2 separate regions of the Mus musculus genome follow, and region 2 is linked to region 1. Evidence: chromatin contacts called from public HiCAR-type data. All regions are on one chromosome and are shown on one strand. The core of a region is the stretch at or near the end of the contact, and the rest is flanking DNA. Distances in the headings are between cores, read along the strand shown. Region 1 overlaps Fto (fat mass and obesity associated). Region 2 holds the start of 4831440D22Rik (a long non-coding RNA gene).

Region 1 (6,244 bases), core at 2,775-5,274:
CTCAAACCGTGTCTTAGGCAGGATCTGTGAGCTCAGGCAGCTCAGCTTACCCAGCAAAGTGGAAGCAGAGGCCTACAGTTTCCAACATGTGACATTTCGTCTTTTTGAGTTGCAGCTTTTTAAATGTGAGGTAGTAGTAGTAGGCTGTTGGTAGCACAGGAGGGCTGGGAGGGCTTTTCTGTGACTCTCCTATCAGGTGGGAGAGTCAGGCTCTGAGCCCTTTCTAGCTATGTGGCATTTGTCACAGGTGTGACAGCCACGAAGCTGGTAGGTAGGTCCCAGCTATGTGGATTCTCCGAGGCACTGTTGCTGGTCGAAGATGCTGATTCAGTGTGAGCCCCTCTGCTTCCAGCCTGTGTGCTCTCATGTGCTGTGGTGACTGGCTAGCATTTGGCACAAAGGAACCCCAGATCGGGATTGCTCTCCTCACCCCAGTGTGTTTGGCTGTGAGTGTTCCCCAACAAATGCTTCATTGCACATGGACAGGAGGATGTCTTTCCTGAAACAAGCCCTGAAGCATAAGTTTGTGGTTTTGTATCGGATGCCATGTTAACAATTAATAGGTAATATGTTTAAATAGGTGGTAGATAGTTATGGTGAATAGGTAGTTTACAGTGTTGAAGATGCTAGAAGCAAAATTCCTGCCGAGTAAGACAATGCTCTTCTTTCTGCATAGTAGGTGCATTTTTGAGTAATGTTATCATTGGGCACAGCCTTTCAAGTGTAATGCCTTATGCGTGTTTGATGGTCTACACTTCAGCTGAGCTAAAAATGTTTGTTTATATAATAATTTAGTAGATGCATTAATCACAAACAGTTCCATCCTCCACTGATGCCTGTGGGCCTGTGAGGTAGCTCTCTTGATCTTTAGTCTATCTTAAATGAAGTATGGAATTTCTCTTGGAAATACATACCATATACATGGCTTAGGCTTAATGGTAGACTCTCGTGGAGAGATTTTTAAGGTGGTATTTGTAAGGTGGAACATCTGAATTATTCAGTATTTAATTTTTTGGTGGCATTTATAAATATTGTAGTGCTTTGTGTTTATAAAACGTCCTAAGAACTAGTTGAAAGATCACAGGGAAGTGCAGGCTTTCCTGAGCTTCAAATGAAAATTGAAGTGTCGGTTTTGGTTAAGGTAGTGGTAGTGCACATAAATGTGAGGATGTATATGCATGGAAATATCATTAGTTCTTTTTATATCTGTGATAGTGGCTGCTGCTGAAAGAAGATAAAACATTAGCCAATTAGGGAATTAAATGTGCTATGCTGCTATTATAGCTCCTTCCTAATGGTCAGTGGCCACAGCTTATTTAGGAAGTCATACTGTTTTGTTTCTTGTGTGCGTACTAGTTGTTAGATTTCTAGTCCCTTTTGGTTACTTATTTTGGATGACAATGTAAAAGACTAGGATTTCAGAGGTGCTTGCTCTGAACTGCTGTGATCATGATAGGTTGTGAGTGAAGGCTGATTTCCTAGGGTGGAGAGGTTGATACTCTGGGCTACCATGTCTGTTTGGGTGGGTGCACAGTATAGGTCATCTAGAGTTGGTGGGGAACAAGACCATTTGGATGTGCCTCTCCGGTAGGCCCACACTGGTCCAGAGCGATATACCTTCCTGTTCTTAGTGAGCCATCGCTTCCTAACAGTGGCCCTGGTGATCTGCTTTAAAAGTTCCAATATTATATGAAAACTACTTTCTGCTGTATTTTCTTCCAGATAACTAGTATGAACAGGTGTGAGTGTGTGTGTGTGTTACACTCGTATTTGCCGTGTATATGTTACATGCAAACACAGGCTCTATAGATGCCTGAATATAAGGTTAAGCAATGTAAAGTCTCCTTGTTGCAATTACTTATTCAAATAGTTGATTCTGTTTGAAGAGGAAGACAGTGCTAGATGGATACTTACAAAATGATGCTTTATAAAATTGGAAAAGAAAGCAAATAAGCTTAACATAAAGTTGCTGATGTTTTAGAGATGAAAGATTACTTTTTAAAAGGCACTGTTTGGGGCTGAAGAGGTGGTTCAGCAGTTACAGGCACTTCTTGTTCTTCCAGACGATTCAGGTTCAGTTCCCAGCACAGTCGTGGTAGCTTACAACCATCTGCAACTCCAGTTCCCGGAGGTCAGATCCAACTCTGACCTTCACGAGCACTGGCCAAGCATGTGATGCGCATACAAACGTGCAGACGAAACACTCACACACGAAACACTCACACATAAAATGAGATAACTTGGAAAAGGGCGCACTCTGGATGTGGACACGTTCAAATAAACGTTTACAGCAGGAGTGAGCATCCCAGGTACCCCAGTGTTCCAAGAGGAGATGGCTTTACTTTACTGGGTATTTCAAGGGGTGCTGTCACAGAAAACGTAGCTGTCTCAGGTTGTGCGGACAGGAACGTTTATGCTGGAAGACATAAGATCAGTGTTAACTGATCCCAGTTCACTTAGGTCACGAGAAGACCCTGATGGCAAAGATGCAAGTGGACTGAGTGAGATTGCCTCAGGAACTGTTGACAGTGAGCAGGATCATTTCTGATAGGATGCTTTGTACATCTTACAATTAAAGACGTTTAAAAGCGTCTACCTTCAAGTTCATTAAGATTATTGTGTGTGTTTTGTTCGAAGATAATATACTAATCTATACTTGAGGTCACTTTTTATTCAGTAATATGTAATTCTTATTTTTTAACCAGAAACTGAGGCTCCTTGAGGAGCTTGAAGACACTTGGCTTCCTTACCTGACCCCCAAAGATGATGAGTTCTATCAGCAGGTAAGATGCTTTGCTATTTGTTTGTTTGTTTGTTTGTTTGTTACTATTATTTATTTATTTTACCAATTTTTGCCTCTGTATTTGATCAGTGGAATTGCTAGGGTACAAATTGCACTTAGGGGCCAGGTCCCAGGCCATGCATCGTCCCTAGAGCACATGCCTCCCCTGCCTATCTGCTTTCTCTTTAAACTCTGTCTAGACAAAGCACACTGTTTCCACTGCCCAGCACCTGTGCGTCTTCCTGCCTTTGCACACCTCTCTGCTCATGCAGGCTTTTTGTTTGTTTGTCTTGATTTTGTTCTGCATAGAATACAATTTTGTCCTCTTCTCCTGTCCCTGGTAACACCTGCATGTCTATAATAAACCCTGACAATCAAGGCCACATACACACTTCCTCAGGAGGTGGCATTGAAAAAGAGAGGGATGATTTCAGAAATATCATATCCAGTAGTGATAGAGCACTCTCATAGCTTATCTGGTCAGCCAGGTCATCTGCAGCGAACATGTATTTGTTTTACAACGCACAAAAAGAAATGTAAAAAGACAGTTTGAAGCAAGCAGAAGCAGTAAGCTCAGAGGACTTGAGAGAAACCCATTGACCTTCTGGTACTCAGTTGTCTCCATGTAGCTTCCAGCCACTTCCAATTTTGTGTTGTGTAAGAACATGAAGAACTAAATGGGAAAGGTGATAGCCTGCTGTGCTTTGGCCTGCCACACACCAGGGACAGGAAACAAACAAACAAACAAACCCACCCAGATACAGACAGACAACCCCTGCAGGCTTCTTAGTGATCATGTTAAATATAGTTATCTGCTAATAAGCCTTGAGCTTCTGGAAAGCTTGTTCTATAGGCTGTGCTTGTATGTATGCATGCATGTATGTGTGTATGTATGCATGTATGTGTATATGCATGTGTGTATGCATGCATGCTGTAAGTATGTACTGCAGATACTTACAGATCCTACTTCTTGTGTGGTCAAGCCCAAGAGTTCAGAGCTGACCTGCATCAACCAAAACAGAATAAAAGTAGAAGCAAAACAGGGACAAAAACGAACAGTTGAAGAAACTTACTCTCAAAGGGTGAACTCAAAGTACTTAAAATTAATTGGTAGCCCATATTGACCATCGTGGTGTAGTATCCTGCACATGAGCCCATGTTGACCTTCTACTGTTGAGGCTGCTCCCCAGCATCCTTCCCAGTCTCCCTCATGTGTCTCCTCTTTCTGTCCTTGCATCATGCTCCCTTTTCCCATCTGTAGAGACTTTGCTCTGTTCTACAGCACTCTGTGAAATCATGTGTACTTTGTCTTACTGTGTTTGTCTGGTTTCATTCAAGTTAATATTCTCCAGTTCCATCCCTGTTGCTGCGTGTGATAGGACTTCCTCCCTTATGGTTATGCAATATCCAATTGTGTATATAATTGTGTATACATACAAAGTTTTTGCGGTTTCTTTTCCCATTTTATAAATGACAGGAATGGATGGTTCAGGTCCAACATTTGAGTCCCTTACACAGCCTTTTTATAGGAATGTCAAACTAGCTTGAGGTAAAATTCTGATGTCACCCAGCTAGCATTCAGGCATGTTAGCTGTCTCAGCCTGGGCCAGGCACTGTGCTGTTTTGTGAATGCTCATATTCACAATATATTGCCACACCAGCTTTAGTGATTTCTCCCACAAGTCACCAACTGCCTCCGTCAAGTTTGAGGAAGCCAAGGCAGGTCTTACTGCTGTTTGAAACATCAGGAGAGAATGAGTTCATGTCTGAGCATCACAACTGAAGGCCAGCCTCCCGCTGATGTGGTTCTGAGGCTGGGCCCTTTCTGCTCCTCTCTGCACCACGTTACAGCTGGAAACGCCTGGAAAATAACCAGGAATCAGCAGTGTCAACAGTTGGAAGTAGGGCAGCAGAGGGAGTGTCTGATAGCTTGCCTCAGGACACAGGAAACACACAGTGACATAGTGAGAAGACAGACTGTCCCCCGATCCCAGAGCATTCCCTGAAGTAGTGCTGGTCCCAGGTTGTCCTATGTGCCCTTTCCTCCTGCGCCAGCAGGACCAGAGCTGAGTCAGGGCATTGCATTGCATTGCATTAGCTCATTTAAATGCCACCAAGTCCCCCGTGGCAGCGGCCGTGCAGCTCACTTTGGAGCCGAGGACACTGGGGCACAGAGAGGGTTACAGCCTTTTTGAGCTTTAGAAGCAGGAAGTCTAAGGACCAGGCCTCATCCCTGGCTCTGTGGAGCGCCCTGGTTAATCTCTGCTGCTTCCATCTTTTCCTGCATCTGTTAGCCCTTCTGAGACAGCTTGCCCTTTTTCCAGTGCCCACTAACTCTTCCCATGTTTGCTTATCTGTGATGCCCACAAGCCCTCAGTCCTGACTATGTGCTAGGTTCTACCTGAAATTTTCCCACTAGCACCCAACTCAATACGATCCATATTAGGTAGTCGTGTGCTCTGTAGCCTCCCCACTGAGGCCCTGCAGTGCTGTGGGAGTTAAAGATAAAGTTGTGTAGGGTGATCAAAGGTCCCTGCTTTCTTTGACCTTCCTCGTGGGAAGGTCGTGTGGGAGGACCTTCACAAGCCATGTGACTAGGTCAGGTGGGAAGCCCTGGGTCTAAGGAAGGCCAAAGGGTTCAGAGGTCAGATGTTGACCCAGTTAGGAGGAACTTGCCCAGGAATGGGAAGAGGAGACAAGAAGGCTTAGCGCATGCCCGTCACAGGCCACGACTTCCATTTTATTAGGGACCCATGCTCTTCAGCACTGGCTCATGTTTTGTGCCTAGTGGGGTCCCCTGATCCTGTTCTTCAGGTTAGGAATCTTACTGTCTGCAACTGCTCCTCATTGCTTCTGACATCAGGTTCTGGCAATTTTACTTCTCCAGAATGTCTCAGATTCCTGCCATGGCCAGTATACTTTTTTTTTTTTTTTTAAATTTCATATATGTGAGAATACTGTCACTGTCTTCAGACACACCAGAAGAGGGCATCAGATCCCCATTACAGATGGTTGTGAGCCACTATGTGGTTGCTGGGAATTGAACCCAGGACCTCTAGAAGAGCAGTCGGTGTTCTTAACCTCTGAGCCATCTCTCCCACCCCCCATTGCCAGTATACTTAAAGGCCATGCTTATTTCCCATCTGTAGCTTTCTGTCTTATCTAGGTCGGTGCCCTCCAGTGCCACCAGAACTGAATTCTTAGAAATATGTCCATGTGTCCCTCCTTGCTTTGTTTACTTTGCTGAGTCCCCCTCGTTTCTGAGGTAAAGTACAAACTCAGCGTGTCCACTTAACATTCACAAAACTATCGGTAGGTAGACCCAGCCCTCTGGCCAGCCTCTTATCCCTCACCTACTGTGGATCTGACAGACACCAGTGTCTGAGAGCACCTTGCTGTACTTTGACCCTGCCTGCCCTTCTTCTACCAGGTGTCTGCCTCTACCCTCCTCCCCTCCACTGT
Region 2 (6,244 bases), core at 2,220-4,719, 65 kb after region 1:
TCTCAGAATTTTCCCTCCTTAGTTGGGACCGAATTCATTGTAGAATCTGGATTAGTACATTTCCTCTTTCTACAAGAGGGTGCTGAAGTTGTCGTTTGTTTAGATTCTCACACATAGAAGATCTGAGGTGCCAGGGTTGGGCACCTTGATAGCATGTGAAGTTGCTGAGCTGCAGTCTGTGCCTGCAGCTCCATCTTCATTAGAACATCAGAGAAGTAGTCCTGCCACCTTTGCATGGTCACAAATGCTTTGCCTTTTTATTCTGAGAGTTTGTGACTTGGCCTCAGACATTTAGGTGAGTGACCAGTTTTGATTGGCCAGCCTAGATGAGTCTGCTCTTAAAAGATTGCTCATTGGGAAATGTACATATCCAATTGACACCACTGCAGTAAGAAAGAAAGGCAGAAACTAGCAAGTGTTGGTAAGCGTGTGGAGAAACTAGAGAGCATATGTGCTGATGGTAGAAACGTTAACTGGTGTGACCCTATGGAAATCTGTATTGCATTTTCTCAAGTGTTAAATAGAATCCCTGTACAAGCCAGGAATCCCACATCTGAATATATACCAAGTGCATTGAAATCAGGTGCACAAAGATCTGTGCACCAATGGCCATGCCACTGTCATTCACAATAGCAGAAGATAGAAGTGAGCCAAGTGCCCATCAACTAATAAATAGTTGAACAGAATATAGTGTGCATGCATGTCTGTGTGTTATAACATAGTTTATATAGTATATAATATATCACCTATTTCTGCAAATTATATATTATATAGTATATAATTTTGAGAATAACTTGAGAAATTCACAATTCAGAAACACAAAATGTATATATATGTAATATAATTTATGTATTTTTATATATTATATTATTATATATTATATGAGACATATTATGTATATTATATATACTAGAGTATTATTTAGCCTTAAGAAGGAAAGAAGCTCTGACCTTTTGCAAGAGAAGTGATTTGTGAGGACATTGTCTGCCTTAAGCCAGTGGAAGCAGATTATATTTTCAGGTCTTGGTATTGTTGATTTACTTATGATTTCCTCTTATCTGACCAATACAAGTGATCTAAAATCCCTCCCTATTTGATTGATTCAGATTTTGTTTATTCTTTCAAGCTATATTTTTAATTTTTTTCAGATTTTTTTCATAATGATCACATGATGTTTCTGGTAAATGGAGCTGTATTAAACAGTTGTTTAGTGAAGTAGCAAGGTACACAGAGTGTTTGTGTCTTATGACCAGCCTTGGTCTTTTAGCAATTTTGTGCTCTCCAACTATGAATTTCACAGAGAATTCTCAGTGTTTTTCTCCATTCTTAGTTTGAACAGTGTCTTAGTTCTGGTTTCATTGCTGTGAAGAGGCACCATGACCAAGGTAACTTTTATAAAGGACAACATTTAATTGGGCCTGGCTAACAGTTTCCGTGGCTCAGTCCATTATCGATCATAGTAAGAAGTGTGGCAAACATGGTGCTCTAGAAGGAGCTGAGTATTCTATGTCTTGATCTGAAGGCAGCCAAGAGAGGATTAATCTCTCTCACACTGGGCAGAGCTTGAACATATATATTACCTCAAAGCCACACCTCCACAGTGACGCACCTCTTCTAGCAAGGTCACACCTACTCCAACAAGGCCACACCCCCCCCAATAGTGCCATTCCCTGGGCCAAGCATATTCAAACCACCACAGGTAGTGTGTAGTATAAGAACTCAGTTCATGTATTTCCTAGAAAGGAGCTGGGTCAGTGTTTTCTGTGTTGCCCTTTCGTTTAGACCCACGTTTCCCCTGAGGTCCAGGCTTTTGATTGACAATTTTCTTTGGTTTATATATCCACATTCCCCAGGTGTCTCCCGCATGCTCCGACCACCAGGGAAGAGCCGTCTGCATTCACACTGCTCCTTCCTCTGTTCAGTGCGTTCCTTTCCCACCATCAGGCATCTGGTCACAGTGACCATTGATTCTGTTTGACTTTGCTTCCAGTTTTTGTGTTGCTTGACTCTGAGCCTGTTGTTTTCATAAGTGTGAAAATGCTTTGGGCACATTGGCCTTTTCAGGTTGTTTGCTCTTACCATGATGCAGGCTGCATGTGTGCCAAGCTACTAACATCCATCCATACATCACTGGCGCACTCATGCTTTTGGAGTCTTTAGAAATGTGTCCTTTAGTTTGGAGAGTTCCTTTCTTCACTCATTTTTGAAGTTCACTCATTTTTTCCCTGTAGTGTCTAAATTTCCATTCATCTCATTTAGTGACCCTTTTAGTTGGATACTGACTATCCAACTTTCAAAAGCTTCTGAATATGTGTATGAGATTAAACTTTATGTGTGTGAAAAGAAAGATCTGCACATGTCTTATGTAGGTGTAGAGTTTTCTCTTATTATCTTTTCAATGAATGCTAGAGTATATGGTATATGATGCATAGCTGTTTTTGTTACATTCTTTTAAATACTGTTAGAATATGCCTTAATGGATAATTCACTTTCTTATATGAATTGGGTTCTTTAGAGGCTTAGTTTAGGCTTTTCTGGGTGTATCTAACAGTACAGCTTTGGCTCTGTTGCTGATGTGACCCTTTTCCTATGGAGAAGTACCTTGTCCTAGGAGCAGTCCCCCTCCGGAGCCTCCTCCTTCCTGGTGATGAGTGAGGTCTGGGGTTAGCCCAGGCTGCTCCTTTCTGATGCTTCTTTTTCATCCCTTGGGCATTTTTATTCACACATGCATAGGTCAGTGCTTAGCCAATGACTGCAGTGAGTCCCCACCCCCACTCCCATCCCCGCCCTCATCCCCCCCACCCCACCCCCACCTCTGGCCTGCACAATCTCGTACATGTCGGAGCCTTGCTGCCCTCTTGGCTTGCCCGTTCTCATCTGCCTTTTCCATTCACTTTACTTCCCTACTCTGTATCTGAACGCCCTCCCACCTAAGCTAGAGCAGGTGCCGACCTACCTGTGTTGGTTCTCTTCTCCCAGGGATCAGTTTCCCAGTGTCAGAAAACTTTGATGCCTATTTTTGCTTAGTTACTTTTTCTTGTTAGAAGCATTTAGTTGTTACAAGTGGGTAGGTCTTGTACTGTCATTTCTTGTTCTCAGGGAGCCAAAGCTTTCAGCCCTCTTAGATTACTTTCACAGTGTCTGGGCTGAAGCCTTCCACTTGTCATTTTGTTTCCTTTCTATGTCTAGAGGAGCTCTGAGTGTTTTCCCACCTCTATGGGACCTGGTGGAGGTAGCCGTGTAGTTGAAGTCATTGTCTTCAGACCTTGTAGAGGCCTGTATTGCCTGCAGTGGAGATCATGTCTTTGAGGCACCCACTGTTCAGTTCTTGTCTATGTAATAAATGAGGTAATAATGCCTTAAGTGAGTGTGATAGACACTGTCCAGCTGTAGCCTTCATTTTAAAACACACAGAAACTGGCTTCTGATTTGTCTTCCGCTAATGGATTACCACCATCGTTTCCTTTCTGAAGTCAGGATTCATAGGCTTGACTTCTGCTCCAAGAGCCCAACATGCTGGATTGGTTAATTTCAGGGCAAAATTGAATCTTCAGTTAGGTAGAAAAAAGGTGAACTTGGAATGAAAGACATTTAATTCTAAATAATTGAAAAGGATTCTGGTTTCTGCTAAAGATAAAGTTATAACTATGAAAGAGGACAGCTTAATCCACAGACAGAAAACGTGGTAGTTGATGCACACCATAAAACCATGTGTCAGTAGTGGTCCATATGCTATGCTTCCAGAAGCTAGCCTGGAATGTTATTGATGGCATCCTGGTGTGGGTGATTTATTTAAGATAAATATGTATCTGTACACATACACTAGACCCCTGGACTGAAGGGCTCATTTTTTCCATCCACAGGCAGTAGTATTTGTGTGGCCATCCTAATGTTAACTCCTTGGTGACTGTTGTTCCTTGGATGACGGGACATAGTTACTGTTCACCTTTTGTTCCAGTTAAACAGTGGATAGCATGTACTGACTAATAAACGGTAATTTATTTTTTGCATTTTTTTCTGCAGATGACCTCAATGCCACCCACCAGCACTGTGTTTTGGCTGGCTCACAGCCTCGGTTTAGTTCCACTCACCGTGTGGCAGAGGTAAGCAGAAATAAAAATGTGATGATTCATGCTTAACTGAATGTGGCAGAGGTCGTTGGGTGGACAGTTTATTGTAGGGCTCCGAAGAGTACTTGATTGGAAACTAACTTGTATCTAATTCGACTTTACACCTTATATACTTATATTTTTGGCTCTGGGTTGTAGTAGCTGCAGGTTTAAAGTTTACTCACAGTATAGAAAAAACTTACTTTGCCCTTTGTAACTGGGTTTTTGTTTGTTTGTTTGCTTTAAACACATGACTTTTTTTTTTTTTTTTTCCCCAGACAGGGTTTCTCTGTGTAGCCCTGGCGTCCTAGACTCACTTTGTAGACCAGGCTGGCCTGGAACTCAGAAATCCTCCTGCCTCTGCCTCCTGAGTGCTGGGATTAAAGGCGGGTGCCACCACGCCTGGCTTATGACATTTCTTTATTATTTTGTGTGTTTGTGTGTATTCTCCCGTTGTGTGTCTGTGTGTCTCAGCACGTGTGTGGAGGTCAGAGGCATCTTGGCAGAGTTATTTCCTTCCTTCCTTCCACCACATAGCTCCCACAGATAAAACTCGGGTCCTCAGGTTTGGCAGTACCTTACCAGCCAATGGCTTTATCTCATGGAAATGATAAATGCCATCAGCATATACTGCCGATTTAAAGCATCCACGTGTAACCATGTCTACCATGGCTGAGAGGGAAAGAAATGGGGTGAGTTTATATGCCTAAGTGTATGTTATGTGAGTTCAAACAGCTGAGATCAACATTTCCCTTAAATTTTGGTTGAACAGCTGGATATATCATGTAAATCCATGGGAAGCTTACAGCGATGGAGGTCAGAGAACTTCTAAGCTCCAGCCATGCTCCCAGCCCAGTTTTGCAGGGCAATGGCTGATCTGAGGTCAGAATGGAAATAAGACAAGACGTCATGGTGACGGGAAGTTGGACTTGGAATGTATCCTACTCCGTAGCTTTGAGTCCTTTCTCCATGCTGACCAATTTCATCCTATCCTTAAGTTATTTTTAACTATAGCCTTACATTTAGCTTTCTCAGATTAATCATAGCTGTCCTTGTGTTTTTTTGCATTTTTAGGCCATATTTTGGATATTGACTCACTTTAAATAAAGAGAGCAGGGACTATGTGTAGTGGTTCTTTTGGAAGAAGACATTTCGTGAGTCAGGCTGGCAATGTAGCTGAATTGGTAGAGCCCATCCCTGCTGTGCATGAGCCCCTGTGTTTGACCACCAGCGCACCATAATCAGAGCATGCGATGCATCTCTGTCAGCCCAGCACTCGGGAGGTGGAAGCAGGAGGTCGCGCTGGGCTACCGAGCAAGTTTGGGGCCTGCCTGGAATATGTGAGACCATCTCAAAACGAGAAAAATTGCTGCCAATCTATGATTCTTATGTTCTCTGTAGTTTAATTTAAACTACATGTTATTTTAATAATTGAATACCTATGATGTTAATTGTTTAAATATCTTTTTTCTATACTACATTTGCCAGTCAGAGGCTGCTCTTATAAATAAAGGTTTATTGGAGCACAGCTGCACTCAGTCTGTTTACATGCTACTTACCACTGCTTTGGAGCTTCTGTGATAGCGTGTGTGACATATAAATCTCAAACATTTAGTGCCTAGTTATTTAATACTACTGCTAGCCTTATTATACATGATTCTGACTAAATAGGATTTTGGGTGGGTAAAATTCCCAAAATTGAAAATATAGGTTTTAAAATCACTATTTTAATGCAACTTTATTTCCACAAAAATAGGACTACTGAAGTAAAAACTAGTAGTTATCAGTAATAGTAACATTATGGTGAAGCTGTATGTCCCTGTACATCTAGTTGGTTTAGTCTTCGGAGATCTACATGGGATTCGTGCACAGTGACACAGAACCCCCATATCTTCAGTCTCTTTACAGTAGATTTAGGAATCAAACCTCAGAACGGATTCAGTAAAAGAGGATTGATAAAGAGGCTTATCTAGCACAGGCACTAGTGAAAAGCTAGGCAGACCCTTGATGCCTCAGGCTGTGATGAGTTAATAAGATTGACTCAGTTACCAACTGTGGGAGTGGCAACTTTGAATCCTTATGTATAGATAGATAGATAGATAGATAGATAGATAGATAGATAGATAGATAGATAG

What was found. HiCAR-type assays count read pairs that join an accessible place to other places.
Region 2: a HiCAR-type map of kidney shows a contact between it and region 1, with 2.2 times the contacts expected there. The contact joins the promoter of 4831440D22Rik here to the enhancer-like site in region 1. A contact is called at or near these places in 3 of 484 Hi-C or Micro-C datasets (cortical neurons, liver and nephron progenitors), 2 of 115 datasets of contacts at active chromatin or transcription factors (embryonic stem cells and kidney) and 3 of 9 other capture datasets (adipose tissue, liver and pancreatic islet).

The regions. Positions count from the first base shown.
Region 1 is chr8:91,399,102-91,405,345 of GRCm38.p6, forward strand. It overlaps Fto (fat mass and obesity associated), which reads left to right. Exons shown (of 9, transcript NM_011936.2): 2 at 2,706-2,783. Among named protein-coding and RNA genes, the nearest start is that of 4831440D22Rik, 66 kb to the right of the region's middle. Within about 2 kb of position 4,025, at least 34 of the 459 cell types and tissues checked have an H3K27ac peak or open chromatin away from gene starts, as enhancers often do. A contact at or near this core is called in kidney, liver and pancreatic islet, where this site is marked.
Region 2 is chr8:91,464,294-91,470,537 of GRCm38.p6, forward strand. 4831440D22Rik (a long non-coding RNA gene) reads right to left here and starts at 3,470. Exons shown (of 2, transcript XR_879086.3): 1 at 2,957-3,470. It overlaps Fto (fat mass and obesity associated), which reads left to right. Exons shown (of 9, transcript NM_011936.2): 5 at 4,024-4,103.